Regions from separate parts of the Mus musculus genome. Here all the other regions are linked to region 4. The links are chromatin contacts, called in public promoter capture Hi-C maps. All regions are on one chromosome and are shown on one strand. The core of a region is the stretch at or near the end of the contact, and the rest is flanking DNA. Distances in the headings are between cores, read along the strand shown.

The links. Promoter capture Hi-C pulls out the DNA fragments that hold promoters and counts their contacts.
Region 1: a promoter capture Hi-C map of pre-B cells shows a contact between it and region 4. A contact is called at or near these places in 2 of 39 promoter capture datasets (hippocampal neurons and pre-B cells).
Region 2: a contact with region 4 is called in a promoter capture Hi-C map of hippocampal neurons, with 4 times the contacts expected there. A contact is called at or near these places in 2 of 39 promoter capture datasets (the C10 cell line and hippocampal neurons).
Region 3: a contact with region 4 is called in a promoter capture Hi-C map of hippocampal neurons, with 3 times the contacts expected there. A contact is called at or near these places in 3 of 39 promoter capture datasets (the 3T3-L1 cell line, hippocampal neurons and pre-B cells) and 1 of 130 datasets of targeted methods (astrocytes).

Annotation. Positions count from the first base shown.
Region 1 is chr19:32,483,602-32,490,439 of GRCm38.p6, forward strand. Minpp1 (multiple inositol polyphosphate histidine phosphatase 1) reads left to right here and starts at 2,168. Exons shown (of 5, transcript NM_010799.2): 1 at 2,168-2,958. The coding sequence starts at 2,340.
Region 2 is chr19:32,099,322-32,106,497 of GRCm38.p6, forward strand. Asah2 (N-acylsphingosine amidohydrolase 2) reads right to left here and starts at 3,819. Exons shown (of 24, transcript NM_018830.1): 1 at 3,698-3,819; 2 at 2,229-2,306.
Region 3 is chr19:32,386,721-32,394,158 of GRCm38.p6, forward strand. 2700046G09Rik (RIKEN cDNA 2700046G09 gene) reads left to right here and starts at 2,496. Exons shown (of 2, transcript NR_033198.1): 1 at 2,496-2,656; 2 at 2,985-4,464. Sgms1 (sphingomyelin synthase 1) reads right to left here and starts at 1,792. Exons shown (of 10, transcript NM_144792.5): 1 at 1,500-1,792.
Region 4 is chr19:29,808,691-29,816,468 of GRCm38.p6, forward strand. Ranbp6 (RAN binding protein 6) reads right to left here and starts at 4,284. Exons shown (of 1, transcript NM_177721.4): 1 at 1-4,284. The coding sequence starts at 4,260. The coding sequence ends at 943.

The DNA of each region.
Region 1 (6,838 bases), core at 918-3,417, 2.7 Mb after region 4:
AAGGGTCCTCAAAAGAAGAAATACAAATGGCCAATGAATATTTTCAAAAGTCTTCAACATCCTTAGTGACCAGAGAATGCAAATGAAAATTACTCTGAGATTCCATCAAAGTATGACTAGCATCAAGAAAACAAATGACACCACATGATGGCTAGGGTGAAGCAAAAAAGGAATCCGTGTCAGGGTGGGTTGAAGTGTAAACTGATGTAGCCATTATAGTGTAGCTGCAAAACAGAACTACTGTGTATCCCAGGTATACACTCAGGTATTCACCTAAAGGCGTCCACACCCTACTATGGAGATGCTTGCTCTGCCATACTTATAGTAGCTCTAGTCACAATTACAAGGAAATGAAATCAGTCTATATTTCCATCAACAGATAAATAACAACAGTACTTATATACACTGGGATTTTACTCACCCATATAGAAAAATGAAATTTTCCCAAAAACTGATAGAACTGGAAGACATTTAGGCTTAAAAAAGCAAACACATTCTCTCTCATGTTTGGATTTTAGTGTATATATGTGAGTGCTTGTTGACACTAGGAAACTAAAAAGGGGCCCAGGAAGAACAAAGGAAACTTTGTAAGGGTGAGGAGTGGGCATGGTTCTAGAACACATTTGATAAGGAATGAGGGACACTGGGAAAGGGCTTAAGTAGGGGATCCAAGCTGGGCCATGGAGGAGAGGTCAGGGCTGGAGGAGGTTCAGCAAAAACTAAGCATGTATGAAAAGGGCACAAGGAAACCTACTGCTTTGTAAACTATCAAAGTACAATTGAAAAAAATGTCTTATACTGAAAACAAATAACAACGCAAGCACCTTAGTCTATAAGGTGTAAGGCTTAAAATTCAATGAATACTAATTTAAGTAACCTCCTGTGAAAAGTAAGACTGGTCACGAATTTTTAGTCATTTAAACACTACAAAATGACATATCAAAAAAAAAAAAAAAAGCACAGTTCTGTTAGAATTCCCCCACTCCTGAGCCTTAAAATTTCAGCATTCAAGTTGGAATTTACTCTGGATTTTTATAACATTTTCTTCTTGGTCAGTGCTTAACAGTACAATTTTCTGTACCATTAAGTACAGATGGTAACTGTCCTTATGAGAAAGATCCAATGTGGCCAATGTGGTTAAAATCTCCTTGGGTTTGGATCATTTTATCATTTAATAATCTTCCTTAATTGTCATACATACTGAGGTTTGGGTAGGAAAAAAACAAACAAACAAGGTATTTAGATTCAAGATTTTTGAGTCCAAGATTCGGAGCTATGTGGCCTGACAGACACTCAACTGTTGGGGTTGACTCAGTGACTGAGTGCTTAATGGTTTTGAAAAAGACCCCAGTTTAGTTTACAGTACACATGACAGCTCACAACAGCCTGAAACTCCCGTTCTAGGGACTCCAACGCTTTATTCTAGCCTTCGTGGGCTCACAAATGTTGTACATATAGTCATGCTAGTTCACACATGCACATTTTAAAATCTCAACTGATTTGCATATCTAACTACATGGGAGAATATGGGTGTTTCCTCCATACAGTGATGAGGTCATATTTAATAATGGAGTGCATCTGTGAGGCCATGATTCAGTGTGCTCAAATTATAAGGACGGCTGTTTCTATTCTCTCAATGGCCTTTGGCATAAACAAGCTTACAATCTTGAGGTGGTGTGTCAGCTCTAGCCTACATTAAAATCATACTTAAATTGAAGCCCAGGGCTTAAATTTCTGAAGGAATAAGCCCCTTTCTAAATTCATGGCTCTGAGGTGTCCTGCTTATTTTCAAACTCTTAACAAGAGGGTCGGGGGAGGGCGTGTGCTTCAGGAGGTATCTTGTAAGCAAAGGCCACAGACGTTCTTTCTCGAGGGATCTTGAGACTGATCGTTCAGGGGCCACATGTTGAAAACACACCGTAAGGGACAAAAGCCATCTCCTATAGCTTCTCTTTTGGTAGAAGCCGGGCTACCTACTAGAAAAAGGAAAGGATTCATGTGTGCTCTTTTACCACACCGAAAAACCTAAACAGCTCAGGAATCTTTGAATCGGTTCCTGAGGCGCCAAGCTGCCGGACAGTCGCCCACGCTCCGGGTCAACTGACGCCGGCTCCACCTGCGCCCGGTGTCACACGCTCGTCGGAGGTTTCCGCCTCTCCACTTGTCCACACCGAAGCTCCGAGACGATCGGCCACACTCGCTCGGTGACAGCACCGGAGACCACGCTTGCCTTCTGAGGTTCCCGGGCCGGAAGTGCGCTCTGCTCCCGCCCCCGCCGGCGGATCCGGAAGTGGGGGTCGGCAAGCGGCGCGCCGCCCTCCGCGGGGCCCCCGGGCACGATGCTTCGCGGCGCGCGCAGCCACCTCCCGGCCTCGGTAGCGCCCGCCGCGGTCCTGGCTGCGGCGCTGCTCTCGTCGTTCGCGCGCTGCTCTCTCCCGGGGCGCGGCGACCCGGTGGCTTCGGTGCTCAGCCCCTACTTCGGCACGAAGACACGCTACGAAGATGCCAACCCCTGGCTGCTGGTCGATCCGGTGGCGCCGCGGCGGGACCCGGAGCTGCTGGCGGGGACCTGCACCCCGGTGCAGCTGGTCGCCCTCATCCGTCACGGCACCCGCTACCCTACGACCAAGCAGATCCGCAAGCTGAAGCAGCTGCAGGGGCTGCTGCAGACCCGCGAGTCCCGGGATGGCGGGAGCCAAGTGGCCGCCGCGCTGGCCGAGTGGCCGCTGTGGTACGGTGACTGGATGGACGGGCAGCTGGTGGAGAAGGGGCGGCAGGACATGCGACAGCTGGCCCTGCGTCTGGCTGCCCTCTTCCCAGACCTCTTCAGCCGGGAGAACTACGACCGCCTGCGGCTGATCACCAGCTCCAAGCACCGCTGTGTGGACAGCAGCGCCGCCTTCCTCCAGGGGTTGTGGCAGCATTACCACCCAGGACTGCCACCTCCCGACGTCTCAGGTGACAGCGCGCTCCGCCTTCCCTAGACTGCGGACTCCCTCATCCAGCCTCCCCTCGTGTCCCTTTTTGTCACCTCCCTTTCCCGCTTGCGTTCTCGGGACCCAGGATGTGGACTTGGTTGTCTCTGTTGTTTTAGTAATACGCTTGTCCATTCACTCATCAGGTGTGAATTCCTAGCATTTTCTGCGCAAGAGTGCAGTAGGGGACGCTGGAGACCCAGCTAGAAGGAGGGGAAAGAAAGTATCGCTTCTCGTTTTACATTCCACATTCCCAAATCGCGTTATCCCCCCGAGTGCCAACCTAGCTTCTTTTCCCTTCCTGGCAAGTAGTTTAACACCTGGGCGCACTTAATAATATAGAACTTTCTTCCTCCCAAACTGCTTGTGAGAATTGGGAGTTTTGTTGTTTTGTTTTTTTGACACAGGGTTTCTCAGCCCTGGTTGTCCTGGACTCGCTTTGTAGGCTATGCTGGCTTCACAGAGATCCACCTGCCTCTGCCTCCTGAGGGCTGGGATCACAGGACTTTTGGCTTTTTTGTTGTTGTTGTTGTTAACAACATCTTTTCCTGTGTTTCGACATTTACAAGGATTTTTTAGGAAGCTGCTCCTCAAAGCCTCTTTAAGCCTTACTTAGGGTTAGGGTACCCTGTTTCGTTCTTGTGTTTGCTGTAGTTTCCCTTGTTGTAGCTGTGGTCCGTAGTCACATGTATATTACCTCACCTACTTATTCCATTATTATACGGCTTCGGGATTTCGGGGCACAAGTAGTGGAATCCTCATTTCACAGGTGAAGAAGCCAAGAGTGTGTCCCCTTCATCACCCTTATATAGTGGTGAACTAGTCAGGCCCAGTATCCAGATTTGTGGCTTTTCTAGAGTGGTGAGTTTTCCTTCGGAAAATGTTTTAGCTGTTGCGGCAAACGGTAACGCTTTCTGTGTGCCGAGCATCCTGTACACTGGGCACTTAACACTGCTTTATGAAGTTGCTAAGTGTGTCCCCTGCCAATCTCACGCACAAGAAATGAAGCAAAAGGTACCAAATAATTTGCAGATTTTCATACAGTTAGACAAGGACCTAGGGAATCTTATATAGAGCTTGCTCTCAACGCTATGCATACGGCTTCCCTGTAAGATAACTTGAAGAAAATAGCGTGGGGGTTAGGAGTGGATAAGTGTTAGCAACTGCTTATCAGTTTGAGCCTCAGAGAACTGAAGCAAGGACATTAGCCGACAAAGACTCAAACAACAGAAAAATTCAGTTTCCCATTTCTCCCCTAATACTTAAAAACCTCTTAGAGATTTCCACATGGTTGTGTGTTGTGTTACTAATTTGAATAACTCAACTGGCTGATGTATGTATGTATGTATGCTTATTTGTTGAGTATGCTTTTTAATTATGGCTACTTTTTTTTTCTCATTAGATTGAGTGAACATCTTCCTAAATCCATTCAAATGAACTTGAGTGTCAAAACTAGAACATTTAAAGTAGCACAACAGGGCTGCTGAGATGGCTCAGCAGGTTCAGGGGCTTGCAGCCACGCCTGACGCCCTGTGTCGGGTCCCTGGGTGCATGTTGTGAAAGGGAGAACTGAGTCATGCTAGTTGCACACTAAATGAACACCAATAAATCTCTTTTTTTCCAATTTTTTATTAGATATTTTCTTCATTTACATTTCATATACTATCCGGAAAGTCCCTTATACCCTCCCCCCGCCCTGCTCCCCTACCCACTCACTCCCTCTTCTTTGTCCTGGTGTTCCCCTGTACTGGGGCATATAAAGTTTGCAAGACCAATGGGCCTCTCTTCCCAATGATGGCCAACTAGGCCATCCTCTGCTACATATGCAGCTAGAGACATGAACTCTGGGGGTACTGGTTAGTTCATATTGTTGTTCCACCTATAGGGTTGCAGACCCCTTCAGCTCCTTGGGTACTTTCTCGAGCTGCTCCATCGGGGGCCCTGTGTTCCATCCAATAGGTGACTGTGAGCATCCACTTCTGTGTTTGCCAGACACTAAAAGCACAATGTACACTGTGTAAAAATATATTGGACCTCGTAGGCTAAATGAATTTCTGTCTCAGATTGTATTGCCAGAGATCAGAACAGCTCAGGGTAAAGCTGTCCCTCATTGTTTCAGTCACAGAGTAACTCTCTTGTCATCTGAGATGGGTGGCTTGCCTATTGTGTACATGGGCTTTTGAGAAAGGCCATAGAATCAGATTTTAGGTTTTTGTAGAAATGAACAATGATTTGATAATGGTAGGTTTTTTGGGGACCATATAAGAAGATGATAGAATTCTCTTATTTAGGATGTTTATATAAGAACTATAAATACAACTGTCAATTAGAGTAGACAGAATTACCATTTGGGGGAATATATTTACATATATATTTGTATTTTTGCACATATATCCAACATAACATGGTCTAGCTTGGTTTTCCATGTTCAGACACAGAAACAATAGTGTTCTTTTCCTCCTGGAAGAATGACAATGGCAACATTTGGAGTATACTTTGGAAAAGGCCCCAACAGTTGAAGCATGGTAATGAAAGCTTTTCCAATTAGTATTTGTTGCCAACTTGTGAAAATAGTGTAACTTAGTAAATGCTAACCAGGAAACTGGCTGAGAGCTTCAGGCAGGTGAGCCTACCAGAGGCAAGCCTCTGGCTTCTGAAATGAAACAGCAGACCCAAAATATTAATGTTGCTTTGCTGGGTTTTGTAGTTTATGTCAAAACAGAATATTTCGTAAAGTAAGGCAGTTTGGAAAAGTTAGCTGAGAAAAGGAAATGCTCTTCTTGGAGTTTTGCTCAGCGAAATCTGGAAAGTAAGGAAATACTCTTCTTTTTTTTTTTTTTTTTTTTTTTTTTTTTTGCTTTTTTTTGGTTGTTTGTTTTGTTTGTTTTTCGAGACAGGGTTTCGCTATGTAGCCCAGGCTGTCCTGGAAGTCACTCTGTAGACCAAGCTGGCCTTGAACTCAGAAATCTGTCTGCCTCTGCCTCCCAAGTGCTGGCACTAAAGGCGTGCGTCAAGACGCCCAGCCAAGGAAACACTCTTCTTGGAGTTTTGCTCAGCGAAATCTGGAAAGTGCTGGTTTTAGTTTGCTTCCTTAGCCAGTGCTGGAAGGAAACAGTACTTAGTAATGCAAGACCCCCCCCCCCCATGCTGGGCCTCCACTCAAGTCCCGGGATGAGCTGGCCAACATCCCTGATGCAAACTAGCTGAGGCCGAACCCCTTGCAGGGCAGGGGAGTTCGACCCTGAGCGGTGACAGTAAGGGGCTTTTTTTTTTTTTTTTTTTTTTTTTTATGAATTTTTCTTTCTTTTTTTTTTTTTTTTTCCCATTTTTTATTAGGTATTTAACTCATTTACATTTCCAATGCTATACCAAAAGTCCCCCATATCCACCCACCCCCACTCCCCTGCCCACCCACTCCCCCTTTTTGGCCCTGGTATTCCCCTGTACTGGGGCATATAAAGTTTGCAAGTCCAATGGGCCTCTCTTTCCAGTGATGGCCGACTAGGCCATCTTTTGATATATATGCAGCTAGAGTCAAGAGCTCCGGGGTACTGGTTAGCTCATAATGTTGTTCCACCTATAGGGTTGCAGATCCCTTTAGCTCCTTGGCTACTTTCTCTAGCTCCTCCATTGGGAGCCCTATGATCCATCCATTAGCTGACTGTGAGCATCCACTTCTGTGTTTGCTGGGCCCCGGCATAGTCTCACAAGAGACAGCTACATCTGCGTCCTTTCAATAAAATCTTGCTAGTGTATGCAATGGTGTCAGCGTTTGGATGCTGATTATGGGGTGGATCCCTGGCTATGGCAGTCTCTACATGGTCCATCAGTAAGGGGCTTTTAACAGCTAGCTGAGGAATTGG
Region 2 (7,176 bases), core at 2,569-5,068, 2.3 Mb after region 4:
TTCATGAGGGGGATAAACAACTAAGGAAAGCTAGAAATGAATTAACCATGGGTAGCATGGTAAGATAGGACACTTAACGGGCAGAGGAAAAGCACAGGGCTGGAAAGTGGGCTCAACATTTAAGTACACATGTTGCTCTTCAAACCAGAGGACCCTAGTTTGATCCCCGGCACCCACATGGTAGCCTACAACAATTCTAACCCCAGTTTTAGTGGAACCAATGCTATCTTCTGACCTTTGAGGGCTCTAGGAACGCATTGTGGTACACATGCATGCATACAAACAAGCAAAACACTCATATACATAAAATAAAAATAAACCTTTTAAAAATGAAAACAACATAACCAACCAGAAAGCAGATATAAAATAAAATAAAATTGCTGGACTTAGTAAACATTGCCTTCCATGTAATTGCTTCCTATCACCAGTAAAGAAATGCAAACTAGTCAACCAGCTTAAAAATCAAGACCACTGCCTATTGCCAAAAACAAAAACAAAACAAAACAAAAAAACAAAAAACAAACAAATAACCCCATCACACCTCATCTGTAAAGACACCCACATTTTGAAAATCAAAGTTTGAAAGCCAGTCTTTCAAGCCTAGTGGAAGCTGAAAACAAGCTGGTATAGTAATCCTGAGATTTGATAGAGAAGGTTTCAAATTGAAATTAGACAGGAGAGATGATGAAAGCTACTAACTGTTAATAAAGAAAAGACAAATAATTGGGAAGAAATAACAACTGTAACTATATATGCACTGAGTGGTGGGGTCACCAATGCCATAAAGAGATACTAATGAGCATTAAATGTTTGACTGATACCGTAACAGTGGGTAACATCATATTTAAATAGGTCATCCAAACCAAGGGGAAAAAACAACAGCAACCAAAACAACAGCAAAGGAAGCTTCTGGGTTAAGGCATACCCAGATCAAATTGACTTAATAGATAGAAACAAAGTATTTCGTCCAACAGCTATGGAAAACACATTTCGTTTTCAGTAGCCTGTAGATAGTCCTCGAAGATAGAACACATTAGGCAATCAGGTCTTAACAAGTACAATATAATCACGACAATTTCTAAGAACTTAACAGTGGCGTAGAAGAAGAGAGAGATAGCAAGAGAAACCACAGGAAGTACACGAATACTAGGAAAACGAAAAAATATACTATCAAATGACCAGCAGATCATCAGCCAACCCAGAAATGGGATTTTTAAATGCTTCTATAATCAAATAAAGCACAATTTATCAGCACTTTTGAGATAGAAATAAGATAGTTCTAAGAGGTAAAGTTTATAGCTTTAAATGCTTACATTAGAAAAAAATAGAGATATTGCAAAGATATTTCAAATAAATACCAATGATAAACTTCAAGGTTTTAGATGAACAAGAACAATTCAAACCCCCCCCCCCCCCAGAAAGCAATAGGAGGCTAGAAATAAAAATGCAAGGGCAGAAACAAATGGAAGAAAATGTTGGATCAATTAAACACAAAATTGGATGCTTGAAAAGATAAATATTATACATACACACACATATATAAGGCTTATATAAAACTATATAAGAGGCATACAAATAATAAAAATAAAATAAAACTAACATATTTGCCCAAACTCTTCATGAAAACATTAAGTTCATATACTGTGATTAAGTTTGCTCCATCTCAGGAATTCCAGGTTGGGTCAATTATATAAACAGAAAAACAAAATTTGAGGATGATCTTATAACAAAGTCCAAAGAAATCTATTGTCTCATTAGAGACTTTTAAAAAATGCAATCCTAAAAACTGGACAGTCTAGGAGAAATGAGTAAATCCTGATACACATATAACCCACCTAAATTAAATCAAGAAGATATCAACAACTTAAAGAGTTCCATAGGCAACAAGAGTCAGACAGTGATGAGAGTATCGGCCCACAAAGAAAAGCTCTGTAGCGGGCTCGATGCTAGATTCCACCAAGTCTTCAAGTCATCACCATCACTCAGCAAGCTGCTCCCAAGACAGAGCAGTCAAAGCATTAAAAGCGGACTCATTCTGGGAAGTCAATATTGCCCTGACACCCAAACCAGATAAGGACACAGATGCAAACAGAAGACTGCATACCACGTGCCCTCCAGAGCGAGGTGAATAAACTAATCGCAGGCCTGAAGAGATGGCTCAGTGATTAAGAGTATGCACTGCTCTTCCAGAGAACCTCAGCTCTCAGGACCCATGCAGAGGTACTTACATGGCACTCACAAGTACTGCAACTCCAGCTGAAAGGGACCCGATGCCTCTAAGCACACCAGCACTCATGTGTACAGACCTGCACAAAGAGACATACAAAGAATAAAAATAAAATATTTTAAAAACTAACATATTTGCCCAAGCTCTTCATGATAACACTAAGATCATATCCTGTGATTAAGTTCGGTTCCATCTCAGGAATTCCAGGTTGGGTCAACATGCACAGACCAATCAAGGCAATACAAAATATATAGAGGCTGAAGGCTAGAAAATACACAATTAATAGATGCAGATATAGCTTTTGGCAAACTCCAACATCTCTCCATGATAAAAATACCAGAATATGTAGGGATATAAAGAACATTTGTCCACATAAAGACTATACAGGATCAGCCTGTTAGCTGACATTATATAATAAATACGTAAAAAATTGTTTCCTAAAATCAAAAACAAGAGTCTCTCTCTCTCACCCCCCCACCTCGTCTTCGCCCTCTCTCTCTGTGCATGTATGTGTGTGTGTGCACGTATGTGTGTGCACATATGTGTGTATGTGTGTATTCTTATTCAATATGGTGTCCGAGTTGGGGGAAACTTTTAGAAAAGTTGTAGACCTAAACGTCGATTGCCTTGCATTTTACCTGCACCATGCATTCCGGGAAGTTTGCAAATATCTATACCGTCATCGGTGTGCACAGTGCTTCTAGACTGTACCTTCACACCACATCGGGACCCTGAAAAACTTTAAGCTAAAACCTTGTATTCCTTGAAATTCCATTCAGTTCAAGTCTTTGAAGATTATTTCTAGTCTGTTTTGAGTTTCAGATGCGTTTCCACGAACAAAATAAAAGGTTCGTGAAGTAATACCGATACCCAGCTGAGCACGTAGAGACTGATTAGAAGTCATGACATGCTGAAGGATGTTTCCGGTCACACTGTGTGTGCTGGGGCTAAAGTAGTCAGGTTGTAGGAGAGGAGAAAGCATTCGGTCTTAGATGATGCCTCCCTCCCTCCCTCGGGCTTCCGATGAATTATAGAAGTTTGCTCTCCGAGTCTGGGGTTTTAAATCGTATCTTCCAAAATGGGCAGGAAAATGTGTTTCTGCCTCCTGCATCTACCAATTCAACAAACAACTTCAAATATTTACCTCTAAGTATAGATTTCCAGTAGAGATAGCAAAAAACTACCGTTTGAATCCCACTGCGATCGTGACATTCAAATGACCTGACGCTGCAGCACTAGAATTCAGATCAGTTTAAAGACAATCCCCAGCATCCGAGATGCAGCTTAAATGAGGATGGAGAAATCTGCAAACGCTCACCCCTGCACCCTGGGCTCTTATTTTCACGATAGAATGCAGGCTAATAGACAACTGCCCTTTCTCCAAGGGACCTTGTTTGCAAACAGGAACAAGCATTGCTTTGTTCTCTTGAGAGAAAACAATACAGCATCAATCAAAGCAAAGCCACGTACCCAAACCCGCTGCTGCAGCTGCTCATTCAAACCCCCGCATATCTATCGTTCACGGGCAAACCAGAGTGCCTGCTGGGATGCTTGTGTATCCTCTGCCCGGCTCTTCAGAACACCGCTGCAGGTTAACTCTTGGAGGCTGGAAGCTCTAACCCAGAAAGCCAAGGCTCTGTAACTTAACCACTTACACGCTGACTCATTCAGCAGACACGGTGCACTCTGCTAAGCCTGCTGATGGATGAACACTTGTACCATTCTTGGAAGGTAACACCTAGAACAGTGTTTCTCAACCTGCACTTCAGGACCCTTTTGGTAGGAAGACCCTTTCACAGGGGTCACAGGTCAGATATCCTGCCTATCTGATATTGATAGTGATTCATTACAGTAGCAAAATTACAGTTATGAAGTAGCAACAAAAATAATGTTATGGTTGGGGGGGGGGGGTCACCGCAACATGAGGAACTGTAGTAAGGGGTAGAGGCATTAGGAAGGGTGAGAACCACGGCCCTAGAGGCTGTCTTTTTCCACCATGAACAAACATCATCATTCGCTCAGCCCAACCTGCTTGTCCTCTGTGATTTGGAAAGCAAGCAGTTCATTGCCAAGGATATCAATTGCGTGCCACAGAGACAAAAGTAGACAGTCGCTGCAGAGGCTGGAGTAAAGAACATTTTGAATAAAGGACATACATTCTAGGAAAGACGTTTCTGGACAGATTGCAACTTGATGGAGAAGATTATTATTCACATGTAGTAAACATACCTTAGTAATTTGGATAAACAGATAAAGCTATATTTATATTTCCCATAACACCCCTCCAGGCAACCGCCCCCCCCCCAAAAAAAAAAACAAACCCCAGCTTCTTGCAATATTGCCCTACAGTTACCAGGGCTCCTAGTAGGGCAGGTAGGGGAGTTGAAGAGGGTCAATCTTCTGAGCCTTTGGGAGTTGCTTTACAAGTATGAAAGTCAGGGACAGAAAGCAAAGCCAGTATAGGATCAACTTCTGTTTTTTGTTGTTTCCTTCTGGGCCTTTTCTTCTTGGGACAGGTAATCATGGTATTTTCATAGCCTCGACTCACAGCCATGCCCTGGCCTCCTGGGCCTCTGGAGTGATGGTATTTCAGAAATGTGTCCCATGCTTGGTCCTGGCTCTGGTCTTTGCAGTTTACCTCATCCCCCCCACTCCCCCATGTCGCTATACAGAAGCCTCATGTACCTAGAATCCCCAAAGAAGACTGCTCCTCTTGGCTTATAAATGGGTTGCTACATAGAGTGCCAAGGCATAAATCAAGGTATAGCAAGCCTCTAGCTTTCTTCAGGCTACAGAGTTCGCTGTGGCCTCAGAAGGAAGTAAAAAGTTAAGTACAAAGCTGGCAGGTGTGACAGTGTTTGCTAAAGACTGAGCTATTACAGGTAATCATCCCTCCATGGGGAGACCCGGAAGGCCAGCAGGAGCCTTGGCCCTTTCTCCTCCTCTCTGCCATCTGGAACGGCAAGGGCTGCCTTCTGAGGTTTATTTTCTGCTAACTGGGCTCCTAGGCACCAGGGCCTCCTTTGCCTAAACTTCGTCTACCCTGGGAGTCTCAAAGCTTCCAGAAAAGAGTGCAATCTACCTGTGAAGAAGGGGAGAGCACAGACCACCTGGGGAGCAGAAAGGACACTAACAAAGGCAGCTACATTGAAGCTTGCCTCACACCAGCAAATGTGCTGACCACTTTAAATGTACTTCGTAAGAAAGATCACCAGAAATGCCAGAAAAATCCGGGTTTCCTACTCCTTCCCAGTCTACCCTATGGTCAGGGCTGCCCTGTACCTGAAATCTGAGCTAAGAGAAATCAAAAGTGACAGAATTGATCCCACAGAGCAAACTGAGAAGGGGGACCCCTATCAATAAAGTGACCAGAGGAGGCTGGGAAGACACAGCACAGAAGAGAAAACGGAACGGGAGTGTCAGGATGTCTAATTTCAGTTTTATCGAGAAAGATCATCATTTCTTCCTTAAGGAAAATCCATCACCAACCCATTTGGACATCTTAATTTTGTTTTGTCATCTGTAATTACTGTGACGTGCTCACAGCTGGTCCCATTTCCTAATTCTCGGACTGGAGCCAGATGACATGTGTGTTCAACTTATGAGAGTTAAGGAGCGTCACCTGTGAGCATGTGATACTTGAGCGACGTTTATCATTTTATTTTATTCTGTCAAGTAAAAAGTAGGAAGTCTCTCTGATTGGAGCTAAAGTAACAATAACAGTAACAAATTCAATAACAGTAACAATGATGGATGTTATTATCGCAACACAGACCGGCCAAGGAGGGTGTCCCAGCTGTTCATTATCTTAGGATCCAAGGACAGCTTAAGGATCCATATCTGGCCCTGCTAGAGGAACAGGGCACCTGTGTCCACAATCATATTTAAGAGCAAGAAAAACTTCCAAGAAGTTGCTCTAGGAATTTCTTGTAAAATTAAATATAAGCTCAGAAAGTTGGACATAGCTCTACTGAAAGATTCAGCAATACCACTCCTGGGCATATACGCAGAAGATGCTCCAACTTGTAATAAGGACACATGCTCCACTATGTTCATAGCAGCCTTATTTATAATAGCCAGAAGCTGGAAAGAACCCAGATGTCCCTCAACAGAGGAATGGATACAGAAAATTTACTCAGCTATTAAAAACAATGAATTCATGAAATTCTTAGACAAATGGATGGATCTGGAGGATATCCTAAGTAAGGTAACCCAATCACAAAAGAACACAAATGATATGTATTCACTGATAAGAGGATATTAGCCCAGAAGCTCAGAATACCCAAGATACAATTTCCAAAACACATGAAACTCAAGAAGAAGGAAGACCAAAGTGTGGGTACTTCGATCCTTCTCAGAAGGAGTAACAAAATACCCATGGAAGGAGTTACAGAGACAAAGTTTGGAGCAGAGACTGAAGGAATGACCATCCAGAGACTGCCCCACCTGGGGATCCATCCCATAAACAGCCACCAAACCCAGACACTATTGCAGATGTCAACAAGAGCTTGCTGACACGAGCCTGATATAGCTATCTTCTAAGAGGCTCTGCCAGTGCCTGGCAAATACAGAAGTGGATGCTCACAGCCATCCGTTAGACGGAGCATAGGGTTCCCAATGAAGGAGCTCGAGAAAGGACCCAAGGAGCTAAAGGGGTTTGCAGCCCCATAAGAGGAACAACAATATGAACGAACCAGTAACCCCAGAGCTCCCTGGGACTAAACCACCAATCAAAGAAAACACATGGTGGGACTCATGGCTCTTTTTATTAGATATTTTCTATGTAGCAGAGGATGGCCTAGTTGGTCATCAATGGGAGGAGAGGCCCTTGGTCCTGTGAAGGTTCTATGCCCCAGTATAGAGAAACACCTGGGTCAGGAAGCAGGAGTTGGGTAGTGGGGGGAGGGGGAGAGGATAGGGGATTTTCAGAGGGGAAACTAGGAAAGGGG
Region 3 (7,438 bases), core at 1,246-3,745, 2.6 Mb after region 4:
CCTGCCACCTGCTGAATCACCAAACATCCCTGGGCTTCCCTTAAAAAAAAAAAAAAAAAAACTGACCACATCGGCACCCAACCCCAGCTGGCTTTTTCCTTGGACACTTAACACTCTGACCAATGAAACGCCTGGACATCCTCTCCCCTGCCTCCTCAGACCCAAACTGCCTCCCAAATCGAAGGCAACTTCCACCAGGATCAGACCTCATCAATCTCACTCCTTTCTGCTCCCTTGGCCCCCACCCCTGCTGATGTTCAGCCCCTAGTGCCAGAAGGCAAGGCGTAAGGAGTTGACAGACAGCACACCAAGACAGGCATTCACGACTTCCATAACCAGGTAGCCAACTAGAAACACCCCCAATCTGAAGAAGGTAAATTTCAGGAAAGCGATGACAGAAGGCAGGCCTCAGAACACTGAAAATAAACTTCCCGTCAGAAACCAGCCTTCTGTCTTTTTTATGTGTGTAGCGCTGAACTCGGTCCTGTCTGAAGGTGAAATGAAACATCCGAGAAGCACCTGCCCGGATTCTCTCAGCTCCCCAGGTCAATAGCATCCTCCACCCCGACTGTTAGCCCGGCAGTCAAAAAGGATCAAGCATTATCCAGAATCCGTTAGATGGACCAGGACACCGGGGCCACCAAAGGAAGACAGTTGGAGTGTGGGTTTAAAATCCGGGCAGAGGCAGCGCTGCTACCACTGATGTGCCCTTGACAAGTCGCCTATGATCACTCAGACCCCTCATTCTCTGGACGAACCGCGTCCAGAGCTACGCAGATGCCCCTGCAGGCCTTACCCTTTAACACCCCCACGCGGTGAGGACACGCGGGGTCTCAGAATAGTCGCGAGCCAGGGGCTGTTACACCGCCTGGGAAGGAAGGGGCTCGCTCCTCCGGGAAGGGGGGTCCCACCTGTTATGCCGTTGGGGGTCATCGAGGGGCCGTGCTGAAGGGAATCCCAAAGCCGCGGACTCTTGGCCCCGCTGCGATCAGGCCAGGAGGTACCAACTGTCACTCTGCCGCCCAGGGTTGTGGGGGTGGGGCTGTGATTTTGGGGGTCCACCCCTAAGCACTACGGGACCTCTGGCTGGCTTCCACCTGGAAAGGTCCTCAGTCCCGGGCTCTCAGGCCCCGCTACCGTCCGCTCGCCTCAATGTGACACCAGGCAGCCTTCCAGCCCGCACGCAGCACCTCGGAAAGGTGCCCACGGACGCCTCCTCCTTCCTCCCCGCCCAAGTTGGCGGGGGAGCCCCGCCGGCGGCCCGCCCCCTCGGAGCCGGGATCGCGGCCGCCAGAGCGCTCCCCCGCGCCCACCCCCACGAGCGGCCGCGGGGGACCGCACGCCAGGTACGCGCGACACCGCGCGGTATGCGCTCACGCCCCCTCGCCCCGGCTGCCCGCCCGCCGTCAACCGAGGTCAGGCCTGGCCCGAGAGACTCGGGTCAGATCCAGCCGCTCGCGACCCGGAGGCCGGCCCTCCACCCCCGCCCCGCGACTCACTTGCACGCGAGTCGTGGCAGCCGCCGGAATTCTTTCCACGCGCCGAGCCCCGCGCCGCGGAACGAAACCGGGGCAGGGCGGCGTGCGGACTCTGCACCCGATCCCGCTCTCCCGTCCGCGTGCCAGGCTCCCGGGACGAGCAGCCCGCCCGAACCGGCTCTCCCTGCTCCCGTCCAGCCGGCAGCCCGCCGCCGCTGCTCCGGCCGCCGCCGAGCTGGCGAGAAGGCTTCTGACTTGGAACCTCGGGCTGCCGAGCATGCCCAGTCCGCGGCGGAGCCGGGTCGGCTTCCCGCGCGACGCCAGTCCGTTCCTCCGGGTGTTCCCGGCGGCCAGGGGGCGGGGACCGCGGACGCTCGACCAGGGACCCAGCTGAGTCCCGCAGGACAGCTGGCCGTGGGGTGTGCTGGGGGTGGGGACGGGGGGGGGGGGGAGTCCTTTTTGTTTCTAGAAACGGGAACTGGAGATGCGGTTCCCTTTCGCCCCCACCACCCCCCAACCACGAGAAGAGAAAGATGGTGGGTTTCATCCTCCGGGATCAGAAGCCCTATTAGGAGCCAGCCCGAGAGTTGTGCGGCAAAAGGCGGCTAGAAGGTTGGGGACACAAACTCAGCCTTGGTGAAACTACCTACGGGGACAGCTGTTGGCGAACTACACTGGCATTTTCTTTCCCACCAAGCCCAAGAGCTGCGACACTTGTGACTCCCTTATGATTGATCATTTAAAATGGATGAACCTCAAACTCTTCGGGACATTTTTCCGAAGCTCTAATCCTTAAAACCACCATCTCCCCCCCCCCCCCCCCCCCAAATCAGGGGTCTGCAGGCTTCCTAAATCGCGCAGCCCCAGGCAGCGTGAAGGCCCAGGAGTTCTCGGGAAGAACCGGGCCCTCCCCCCTAGTCCGTCCGGGCCCCACCTCCCGCCGCCTCTCGGAGCTGCGGCGAAAACCTGGAGAGCGCCGCACCAGGGCCGGAGCACTGCGCATGCCCAATGGCCCCACGGGGTGCGGGTCGCCGGCAGATCTCCAGCTCGGGCAGTGGAACCCGGTACCAGGACGGTGATCTCGCGGCAGAGACAGCAGCCTCCAGTAGCTCCGGCCTTCTGGGCCGACCGCTCGTACCACCGTGGCATGGGTCGCCCGGGACGCGCTACCCTGCAGGGTCTGGTCTGGGGGCGGGGAGGGGGGAACGGCCGTGCCTGCGAGACACGTGACTGTCCGCGGAGCTCCGGGGCAGCCATCTTCAGCTCTCCGGGGCCGTAGACGAAGAAGGGTCCGGGATCCGGGCAGACTCTAGTCCATTTGCCTCCCCACCAGGCACAGGCCCCCGCCCTCACCTGCATGCAGTCCGCCAGTCTACAGCGGGGGTACAGCGAGGGTACTGCGACGCCGGTGACACCGGGAGGACCGGCTGTCTCCAGAGCCAGAACCTAACGGCTAAGAATTGGAGAGCCGCTCTCTTGGAGCTGATGGCTTCTGCTTTTCCCCAGGGGCGGAAGTTGGGAAGAGGAGTTCCCGTTCCTAAGGCGCTGGCATCGCTCCTCCTGCTGCTTCCCTGTTCTGACCCATTCCCGGCGACGGAGGATGAAGGTGGCGAAAGATGTTTGGACAGCCGTCGCTCTCCTCCATGCTTTTCTCCTGCTGCTGGTTAGCTTGGATGGTGATGGTGTCACCTGGGGTCCTGGAATCTCTGGGCCCGCATCCTCATTACCCGAGAATTCGTTAGAACGACACATTCACGACCACACCTAAACCTACAGAATCAGAAACGCCACTAGTGGGGTCGGTCCTGAAACCTGGTTAACAAGCTCCCAAGGTGAATCTGATGGCCGCTTTCCCTAAGCAGTAGAGACCCTTTTTCGTGTATGGTGCTGAAAATTTAGCGTCCTCTGTCCCCAAATACAGTGAAAAATCGGATTTAAAATGTGTCTGCTCCTGTGTGAGCTCTTAAAGGTCTTGTCCTCTCCTGCACCTCCGGCCTCTTCACCTTAGGACACTATGCTATCGCACTTCTCAGGGAGATAAGAAAGGGTGGCCTGACGCATACTGCTTTTAAATGACAACCCACTAACCTGCTCTATTTGAGTGTCAACCAAGAGCAAGGGAGTGGCTGAGATTATAGTAGCCCCGCTGGTTATTTTCATCAGTTTGCACCTAAGAGGGAAAAAAAGGAGGCTTGCTGTCTTGAAGTAAGTACTGGACAGCCGCTGGCTCTTTGCAGTGTTACTTTGCATTTGCTGTAACCAAGGTCAAAGCAAGCGAGCTGCTGCCTGGCAGGTCATGGAATCCAGACTTTAAAATTCTCCCTCCCCACCCCACACACACTTGTTACAAGTGTGTCCCAGGCATTAGAGTTAGTTTAGTTTTTCTTCCCCTCCCCCCTCCCTGTATCTTTGAAATGTTTTTTAGGAAAAAGAAAACATTTTTCTATGAAAGTTTTAGGAGTATTCCTAATACATGAAAAGGGCAGAGTATACAAGTATTTTATACTCCAAATTTCACTCCAATTTCAGAAAGTGGTTCTTAGAAAAGGCACACATAAAATATACATAACAGAGCTTTAAGTAAATATAGGGATGGTAATCTAGAGAGAAATCCTCGCCTTGAAAGTAACTTGAATGGCGTGGTCATAAGAGATGCTTCAGAGTTGGCATACTTTTAAGTCAGTCACTGTACAAAAAATAATAATAATCAAGATGAAATGTTCCTTTTCTAGTCCACTAAACCATGAAGAACCTTAACAGGAGGCTGGAGAGGTAGCTCAGCAGTTACGAGTACTTGCTGGTCTTGAAGAGAACCCTAGTTCAATTCCCAGCACCCCACTTTGCCATTGACAACCATCTGAAACTCTACTTCTTTGGAATCTGATGCCTTCTCTGGCTGCAGAGAACACCAGGCATGCAAGAGTTACACTATATATGCAGGCAGGCATAGCATCATATATGAAGTAATAAATGACTTTAAGAAACAAGAGAATTCTAACACTACTTCTTACCAAATCATAAGAAACATTCATTAAAAATGTTTAGGTTTCTCAAGTACGTGGACTAGTATGGATAATGTTGAAACAGTAAAAATGAGTCATCCCCAAGTCAGTGTCTGCCATGCTAAAAATAATACCAACAAACAAGTACAGAGACATAAACTTCACTCGCCAAAGTGACTACTTCAAAGTTGGTCATTTCTAACGATTAATAATCTAAGAGAAAAACGCACTTCTATCCCATTGACCTGTAAGTGGCAACCACCACTTACTAGAACGTAGTCAAAGCCCACACTATGCTCTAAGGTCAAGGGGCTTCAGTGGGTAGGCAGGGAAATGTGGCTCTGTGGAAGAATCCCGGGCCACACAGCCTGAGCAGCAGGGGCAAGGCTTCACGGCCTCCTCAGACTTTTAAATACATCTGGCCAACCTACAACCTGAGTTGAAGCCAGTGCTGTGAGTGGGGACCCAGCTGCCCATGACAAGGCTCCTTCCAAGTGTTTGCCCTAAGGAACAGATCTGTGAAGAATCTGCACTGAGTTCATTCCTGTTCCTCTGCCTGAGACTCCTGGCTTCACTAATTGTTTGGTTTCCACTGATCAACAAAGACTGGAGTTGTTTGACTGACCTTGGTTAGACAAGGGGTACAGCCCAATTTCTCCTTGTGCACAAACCTCTTTCCCTACATTTTGTTTTGTTTTGTTTTTCGAGACAGGGATTCTCTGTATAGCCCTGGCTGTCCTGGAACTCCCTTTGTAGAGCAGGCTGGCCTCGAACTCAGAAATCTGCCTGTCTCTGCCTCCCGAGTGCTGGGATTAAAGGGGTGCGCCACCACGCCCGGCTCCCTACATTTTTTTTTCAATACCATACAATGGATATGTATTATCTCTGATTTTTGGAATATGTAGCACATGAGTTGGCACCAAACAGCCCTTAGTAAATAGTTGCTGAATCATAACTTATTTTCTGGTTTTCTCTGTGCTGCAGTTAGGTATAAGAAGGATAAATACAAACAATGGAAATGTCTTTTTTATCCCTTTCTAATAAGCCAATTTTCAACCTCATATAGATTTTAAGAGGATTTTTCAAATTAGACATTTACTACTGACATCCCTCATGGGTTCATAGGTTTGAATTAATTGGTCCTCAGTGGAACTGTTTGGGAAGAAATGGGAGCTGTGACCCTTTTGTAAGAAGTGTGTCACTGGATAAGCTCATGCTATTTCCAGTTAGCAATGCCCCCCTTCCTCTCTCCAAATCGGTAAGTTTCAGCTACTGCCCCAGCACCATGACTGACTGACTGCCGATATGTTCTTCCCATCATGCTCATGGACTCCAGCCCTAAAGTTGTAAGCCTCCAATTAAATGCTGTCTTTTATAAGCTGTCTTGGCTATGGCAACGGAAAGCTTTGTGTCACAGCAAACAGAAAACTAAGACATTTCACTAACAAGGATCAGATGAATAGATGGTACAGTGTGTACCATATCCCTAACAAAACCACCACTTAAGTCCTGGCTTTTCCAGTAATCAGAATGGAACTCCAGGCAGGTTTCATTCTTGCCTCTTAAAATGAGAATGCTGTAACCCAACCCCTTCTTTGTTTCCCATGGTTGTCATGAAAATTAATTAGATCCTGAGTATAAACCTGCTCACTGTAATACAGCCAAAAAGATGTCCAAATATTGCTACCTGTCCTTTGAGAAGCTGGGGGGATTTAGCCCACATGGAAAACTACTATTTTGACAGCAAAAATGGAAGAAGTGAATCAAAAGAAGCTGGAGTCTGAACTTGATCATCATCCTTGTTTGGAACCGCCCAGCCCCTATTTGTGTCCACTCATTGTCAAGTTGTACCAGATAAAGCCCAAGCCCAAGTATTGTGTGTGTCCCAGAAGCAGAATGCTTCAGTACTCCACTGCAGTCCCACACGTCATCCTCATCCCGATATCTACCCTCAAACAAAGTTCTTGGCTACCACATGCTTCACACTTACACTAACATTTTATTACTTATTTGAAAGTCAAATAAAATTCAGTGTCTTGTATTTTTAACTGCTTGATCTGGAAGCCCTACGGACATAAAGTTTTATCGCCATCCTAAATTGCAGCCCCATGAACTCAAAGCTTGACCTCATTAAAAAGTTAATGCAGAGGTTGAGCTAAGTACAGTAGCACTCCTCTATAATCTCAGCATCTGGGGTTGTGGGTAGTCTTGGATCCATAAAAGGATCATTCCTCCCAAAAGATATTGCAAACACTTTTTTTCTTTTAAGAAGTCAGGGATAAGGAGTGCTGGAGGAATGGCCTAGCAAGTCAGAGTTCTGGCTGTTCTTCTAGGGAACCCAGGTTCCATCCCAGCATCCAGTGACAGCTCACAGCCATTTGTAATTCCAGCTCCAGAGTAGATGATACTTTCTTACAGTATCTGTGAGTACCAGGCATCCTTGTGTTGCACTGACATACATGCAGGCAACACATCCATGCACATACTAAAATAATATTTTAAAAAGAAATGTAGGTAGAATAACAAATTTCAAGGATGATAAATGTCCTTTAGAAAATATTTAGACTCCTTATGAAAGTTACAGATAACAATCCAGTCGAAGTCTGACTGTTTTGGCATACCCCGTGTACCTTGTGTTGAGAACACTTAACACTAACACATAGCTAGGCAAGCTCGTAAGATAAAGCCTTCCGGTGCTAGGAGGTGAACTCTGAGGTCTAAAAGAGCACGTTCTTACTGAACTACATCTGCATTCCTCTGAACATGTCATGAAGTGCTGAATAATGGAAGAGTCAATATTGTGCACGTACGCTTTCATACACCCTGTCTGGCTCTCTTCCACATAGCTTCACCTGTAGAATTTTTAACAAGTAAGAACTTGAGGAAAAACATTCCTCATACCAAAAATGAGAAAGATAACATCATTTTTTAAAAAGATGTTTCAGAGACTGGTAAGAT
Region 4 (7,778 bases), core at 3,034-5,533:
CTAGTCTTAAAGCTCTTTTCTTTTTAATGTTTAAGGATAACATTTTGTTTCACTGTTTCTGTAGAATCTGTCAAAATAGAACTCTATTTAACCCCCATTCTGAATAAAGGTTTCCCTTTATGTTTGAAATGGGAGTTACGGGGATATGACATACAAACACAAAATAATACTTGGCCAAAACATGTAACAATACCTGACTCCCACAAACACTGACTATTTAGTATTTATTACACTGTTCTAGTCTGTCAGATTCTTTCAGTGTTAAATGTCTCCTCAGTACCTCCTCCACACCCATGAATGTTTCAGTTCTAGATAAATTCTTTTAAACCAGTTTGGTTAAGGAGATTTAAAAGTTCTCATAACTCTCAGCTGGATACTTTAGGAACTGTTTTTAGACATGCTATAACCACTTTTCAGGAGTACCATATGAAAAGGTTCACTTATATTGTAGAAAACAACTCCTACAACCACTGCCATACCTTGACACACTCAGTTCTAGCATCCGTCCCTCACTGTAACAAACACAGTATTACCAAGGAAGAACAAGTCTGCCACTGTATTCTTCACCCTCAATTCCAGAAATGTTTAACCTGGAAGTCTCCCTTTCTTTGTGAGCTTTTTTGCATCTTGTGACAGTCACAGACATCTTGGCACAAAATATACCGTCTGCCCAGCATCAATAGGTCAGACAAATAACAATTTATACATTTCACACTAAATAGGGGGAAGGTGACAAATAACTCTAGGACAACTGGAAGCACAGGTTACAACCACAGTTTAAGAAGTGACACGTGCAAAGTAAACAGGAGACCTTAACACTAATCCTGGAGAAACATAGAAGTATGAACTGCTTAGCAGAGAGAAATGGTATATCTCTCATTTGTAATGAATCCACTCACGACACGTTGTAGCTACTTTTATGATAGATGGTATTAAACTGCTTCAAGCAAAACTGAGTAACTCATGTAAAGCTTCCTGCTGCTCATCATCGAGTTGAGATGTGCATTCCAACCACAATTCTTCAGAAGTCTGTATCTGACGGACAACATTAGCTAGGCGTTTGGCACAGGGGTCTTCATGGCTAATAGTTTCATTAATTTTTCCTTCTGCGATTATACTGATGATTTTGGGAAGATTGGAATTATTTGGACCAATCACAACTGGGTGGTTGCTTTCAATTAGGTCACAGAGAAAATTCAAAGTCTGAATAGCTTCTTCTTTATCTTCATGCAGCGGAAGCCACGATAACCAGTGTGGGAGAACTTCATCCACATTTACACAGTTGGGCTTAAACTTCAGAATCTTTCCGATTGCTGAGATACAGTTCTCTGTAGCAATCACATTCTTTTTGGTTTTGGAATTTGCACACTTAATAACTTTTACCAAGAGTGGAACGGCTTCTGAACACAAGGAACGGTAGTCATCTCCACCAAACTGTGCCATGACTCCCAGTCCATAAGCAGCAGCTTGTCTGACTTCAGGGTTGTTGTCTCGCATATTGAGAAGCATCGGCCACCGGAAATACTCAACATACTTGAATGAGGTTGGACTGCAATGCTCTATGATGTCATCAAATATGCATAGTCCCCATTGTCTGTCTGGCCATGGCCTACTTGAACAAATTAGATTTACAATTAGTGGGAGTAGCTGCTCAAACCATGGCAAAATTTTTTCCTTGTAAGTACTAAATAATGAGTGCAAAATATCTGATACTTTGGTCAGAATATAAACATCACATTCATCCTCATCTTGAAGAGACATTTCAACCTGTTGGTCATAATTTTCTTCTTGCCTTTTTACTTGCCGTAACTCTTGGTTTTTAAAGTGCCCTTCAAGTTTTGCCTTCAAAATTCCTCCCAGTTCTTCCAAGTGTTCATCGTTGAGGCAACCATCTCCCATGACCTCAATGGACTTGGCAAAAGAATTCATTATTTCTGAGAGTACATCTGTATCAGGTTCAGTTCCAATTGCCTTGATTAAGGGATCACATATAAACTGCCACATCTGTGAAAGATACTCTGAGCCACGAATTCTTGCACATTCCAAGAGAAAGGGCATGGCTTCCGCAGCTGCCACTCGAACATTGTCATGAAAATAAAATTTCAGCAGAGGAACCATCATCTTCACAACTTGTTCCGTGTATTCCACAAATCCTTCTCTTAACTCCTTCGCATAGTAAACCAACATCTGGCAAGCAGTTGCTTTTGCTTCAAGTCCTGAAGTTTTGATGCCAAAGCTTTGCTGGTCTCCGAGGTTTACAAACTGCCAGCCATCGTCGTCACTCATGTTCTCCACATCCTGTGTGTCTAAGAGAGCGACATCAGGCTTAGCTGAAGCAGTCTTGATAAGTGGCTCAATAACCAGTGGGAGATATTGCTCAAAGTCTTTGCCAAGGATTTTACACATTCTAGCCCAGGCTGAAACCATGTAAGAAGTCTGAGGGTCATCATCTTCCATGTTATTTAAGTCTGATTGTGTTTTCAACAGTAACTGCATCACATTTGATGCATCTTGCATAAATTTTTCCTTCCCAACGGCAAGTCCAACATGGCTAATGCATTCAATAGTTTTTCCTCGAAGAAGCTTGAGTTCCTTTTGAACAGCGAGCTCAACAACGTGTTTGAGTGAGGGCATAAATATATCATAATATGGAATAAAGCTTTCTTCTATTGCATCTGCAACGGAAGCAATGGTTGTCACAAGTTGTTCTAAGGCCAACTTAGTTCCATTCCGAATCAGCTCTTGAAGTTTAATTACCAAGATGGAATGGAGACTTTTTACCATATTTTCCAAATATAGAATTAGCAATGACTTGGGGCAGTCTTCAATAAAAATAACAAGAGCAGAAGCTGCGTGAGATTGCACACGTTGATTACCTTGGTTTTCCATGGTTCGCAACAAAGCTGTAATCACTATCTCATGGAATTTCTTTTGGAAACTAGGTGCAAAATCTGTAGCCATCTGTCCAAGTGTAGTACAGGCAGCAGCCCTTACCCTTGGATGAGGATCCTGAAGAAAAAGTAAAACCGAGTTAACTGTTTCATCTAGAATTGGTTCCATTTGCTGATGGCAACCTTCTCCAATGGCTGATAAGGCCATTAATCCGGCGTGTCGACATTTCCAGTCAGGGCTCTGAAGCATCTGCATGATATGCTCCTTGGTCATTGGCAAAACAACTTTCCCACCAAGTCCACAAGCCAGTCTGTCTAGGGCACTCTCAGCAGCAACCGCATTGCTGTCAAAGTCATCTTCTTCCATTTCATCAGCATTTACCCAGTCATCATCATCTTGAAGATCAACCATCATTGCTAATATATGAGGCACAGCCTGTGCAATAATATTCGTATGCTTTTTCAACATTGGAGTTGCAGTTTCAGATAAGGTGACTATTACTTCCAGAGCCAGCTGGCGTTGCAGGTTACTAAGCCTAGAGTCTCCACACAACTTCAGGCTCAACTGCAGAGTATCTTCTAGATAGGGACCCAAGTACTTAGGTACAGTATCTGCAATCTCAACAAGGGATTCTAGCACAGAATCATCATCCTGGTAGCAGGAATCATTCACAGCCTGTAAGATCCCAGGAAGCAAATCCGCAAAGTCTTTGAAAAGAGCAATATTGTTTTCATTAGCAAGGACGAACGTAGCTGCAGCTCTAGCAGATAATGTCCTGATTGCTGGATGCTCCTGATCTTGAATACACTGGTCCAACAACCTCTTGATGATATCCAAATCGTGACGATCCTGGTTCCCAAAAATCCCAGGAAAGTGCCAGAAAACGTGAAGTGCAACTTCCCACAGAACCACATTTTTAGAGTGAATCGAATCAATGAGGAATTTCAGACCTTCTGGCCAATGGTTAGTGCCACTCTCATCTATCAAATTCCTGGCCAGCACCGCAAAAATATCACAAAGCTTTTTCCTCATGCTAGCATGTGTTTCTAACTTAACGGCCAGTATCAGTTCAATCTTGACATCCCTCTGCACTTCAGGAGGTAGATTTGGATAGACCTCCTCAAACCCTGAGGACAAAAGCCGTCGTAGCAGTGCGGCAGCCATTTGTCTCACCTCATAACCTGCTCTTCTATTTCGGACGGCGTCTAAGAGAAATGTAGTCTTACACAGACCTGGGATATTCTCATAGACCTCCTCGGCTTGCCTCCGCACCATGCAGCTTGGATTGATCAGGTTCTTCAGAAGCTGGTAAAACTCCTGCTTTTCCGACACGGTCGCCGGCAACCCTGCAGACCCGGCCGCCGCCATCGCGTCCTGTCAAAGCTACCGCGACCGGGAAGGAGGGAGGGAGTCTGCGGCTGGGAGCGGTGACGTCAGTGAGGCGACGCCGGGGATGGGCGGGGCGCTGCTCCCACTCTCCGCTGCGGCGGGGTGAAGCTGGCAGGCGGGGGTCTGGGTTTTACAGGGTGGACGGAGCTGAGTGCGTTTTAGGGGTATCGTCCTGTTCTCCGACCGATGTGCTCCTGTAGAGGCTGGAAGGAGATGGGGAGAAATTCGCTCCGCAAGTCTACATACTGTATGATGCCGTTATTGTTTGTAAAAGACCTCGAATAAGCACCTCTAGACGAACTTTAATTAGCACCTGCTATGGAGTGAGGGAGGAGGGAAGAATGGAGTATAACTGCTGTCCGGGGATTTCTTTTTGAGGGTTGGTAAAAATGTTCTGCAGTTGATAGTGATGATGGTTCCCCCAATGTCATGCCGTTCTACTAAGAACTACCGAATTATACAATTTAAATTGTTAACTGGGTATAGTGAGTAAAACCATAATAAAACTACTTGCAAAATAAACTCAATCAAAGGTTAATGATTTCCTCCCCGTTGCCACACCCAAAGAAGTAGAACCCGAGATGTTCAAACTCGGGCGTACATCCCAATCTCTTGTCCTGTGGATTCTAACAGAGTGGGAAAGACAAATGAGTAAGGTGGGAGGTGATCTGGAGTAATGATAATGAAGCTTCTTGAATCCTGGTCTTCTATATACATTACTTTTGTATTTTTGTTACTCAAGATTTTCCTTATGTGTTTCTAAACTGTAATATGACAGTTCAGTTATTAGAATCCTAATTACCCATGAATAGGAAGCTGCAAAGATTACCCTAAGAACAAATTCCCCAAGGCTATGTATTTTTAATGTAGGCAGATGAGTTATTTAAAACCATAATTATAAGGTGTAACAGTCTGAGATCAGATCTTCCTCTCTGCCAGCCATTGTCACACTCATTTCAGCCCTAGGTAATTCTGTAAGGCTGATAAAGGCAGACAAAGCACTACTTTAAACCAAGAAATGAAGAGCCAGAGAGGCTGAGGCTCACAGCAGATGAGTCTAAATTCTACCTAGTCTTAAGGCAGTGGCACCTTTTGTCACCACAGAACATCCCCTATAGCCGCTGTTGCTTTTGCAACGTCATCAGAGACCTTCATTTATTGTGTTCTGTCTTAAACTTTGCCAAGAAATCTGAATTTCAGTCTTGTGAAATTCTGCTGCATATACACACAAAATGGAGAAAGTCTAGTTTCACATTAACAAGTTGACTGACCAAATAGGTGGTCTCATAAATTAATTTGTAATATGAAACTAGTCTCTGAACAGTGTTTCTCATTTGGTGAACCATTTCAAGGCCATTTAGGGTGTTTATTTTAAAATACAGATGTTAGGACCAGCTTCCAAATTACTGTACTAGATTTCTGAGAACTGTAACCCAAACATGCATAATTAATAAGCACAGAGAGATTTTATATAAATACCTAAACTTTATAATTATGGATCAAATCAATTCTTGTTTTGATTCTAAAATCTTACCTACAGTGCTTCATCTTGTACCAGACTCACTGCTCTTCTTACTGCTCCTAGAAAAAGTTTGGCTGCAAAGCCTCTGCATCTGCAGTTTTAGGAAATGTTAACGAATGCTGGAGAAATGCTTTCCCTACAGCTGCATCCGTTAGCATACTAAGGGCTTATTAAAACCACAGCAAGATCCAGTGACAATCCTCTGTAGTGTTTGGAACGTAAATGACTGACAGTGCCAAGGCCTGTGCAAATGTGGAACACCGGGAAGCTTGGCTATATTATATGGGAGTATATATAAATTAGTACAGCTTGCAACAATAGTTGAAATGCTGTTAAGATTGTTCAGTCATCGAGCCACCAGCCAGGAGCATACATGGGCTGGTCCAAGGCCCCTGGCATGTATGTAGCAGAGGTTTGCCTGGTCTGGACTCAGTGGCAGAATATGCACTAAATCCTCGAGAGACTTGGGGCCCCAGAAAAGGGGGAGGTTTGCAGGGGCCAGGGAGAAGCACCCTCTCAGAGGTAAGGGGGAGGAAGAATGAGATGAGGAACTGTGAGGGGGGGACCAAGTGGGGGACAATGACTGGAATGTAAATAGAATAATTTTTAAAGAGATTGTTCAGTTGTACATTTATTCCACCAGAAAATATTCACTGGAGCTTTATCAATCATAGTGCTGGACACAAAAAATATATCTATATCTATATCTATCTATCTATATACATATACATATACACATACATATGCATATGTATATATATATATATGTATATATACATATATATATGTGTATATATATATATATACATATATATATATATACATATGAGAGGAGCTTGGAAATGGCTCAGTTGATAAAGTTCCTGCTATGTGAAGAGGATGACTACCTGAGTTTGGATCCCAGTACCCATGGAAAAGCTGAGCACCCCGTTGCACATATATAACCCCACACAGCACTGTGTGGGAGCAGGAAGAAACAGGCAGATCTCTAGAGCAAAATGGCCAGCCTAGCCAAATTGATGAGCTCAAACTTCTGTCAGAGGCCCTTTCTCAATAAGGAGAGATAATTTAGGAAGGCACTAGAAACTGACCTCTTAACTCCACTTGCACAAATGCACCCCCCACCACCACCACATGAACACAAACTATACACCACACACACAAAGATCAACTACATGAAGATACTTATAGGAAATGGTAAATGCCACACACTCAGGGAATTAGTGTGAAAATAATTCTGCCCAGGCATTACGGAGGCAGCTAATCCACTGGGGTGTAGAGGAAGTCAGCTGGGAGTTTGAAAAAAACAACATTCCCTCGATCTGAATTATAATTTGTGCAGTAAAGGATAAGGGGGAACTTGATAATTTCTTTTAGTCAATATTCAGAGTTGATGACATGAATCTCAGATGGAAGTGATGCCTGACTGGCTTTTAAGAATGAGTCCTAATTAGCTATCTTGGGGACGGGGGCGGGGGGGGCTGTCCAAAGTAGACAAAACAACTTGCTAAAATGCAGAGGCCTTGAGGCAAACTGTGAGAGCTCTTTGCCAATCCTCCAGGGTCAGAGCATTAGGGGGGAGGCGCCTGAGGAGCCTGGGACAATAAGGAGGAAGGCAGGGAAGTAAGTAGAGCAGACGATGAAAGTGTCATAGTCCACACTGAGAAATGTGGATCCTTCCCCTAAAGGTAACTCGATTTCAATCAAGTGGTATGAACCAAATTTTAGAAAGATTCCTTTGGAAAGAATATGAAAAGGGATGCACACAGAATAGACATTGAATAGGTCAATTACCAGTTCAGTTTACCAGAAAGTCCAAATCAGCTGACTTTGATGGTAGGAAAGAGGTCAAAGGCTCAGTAGCACACACACCAAACAAGGAAGTGACTAAGACATCTTCCCATGAGTTGACCCAGTGACCTGTTTCGACCACATGCCGTTCTTTGCCAGCTTATTTACTTCTAAAAGAATAAAC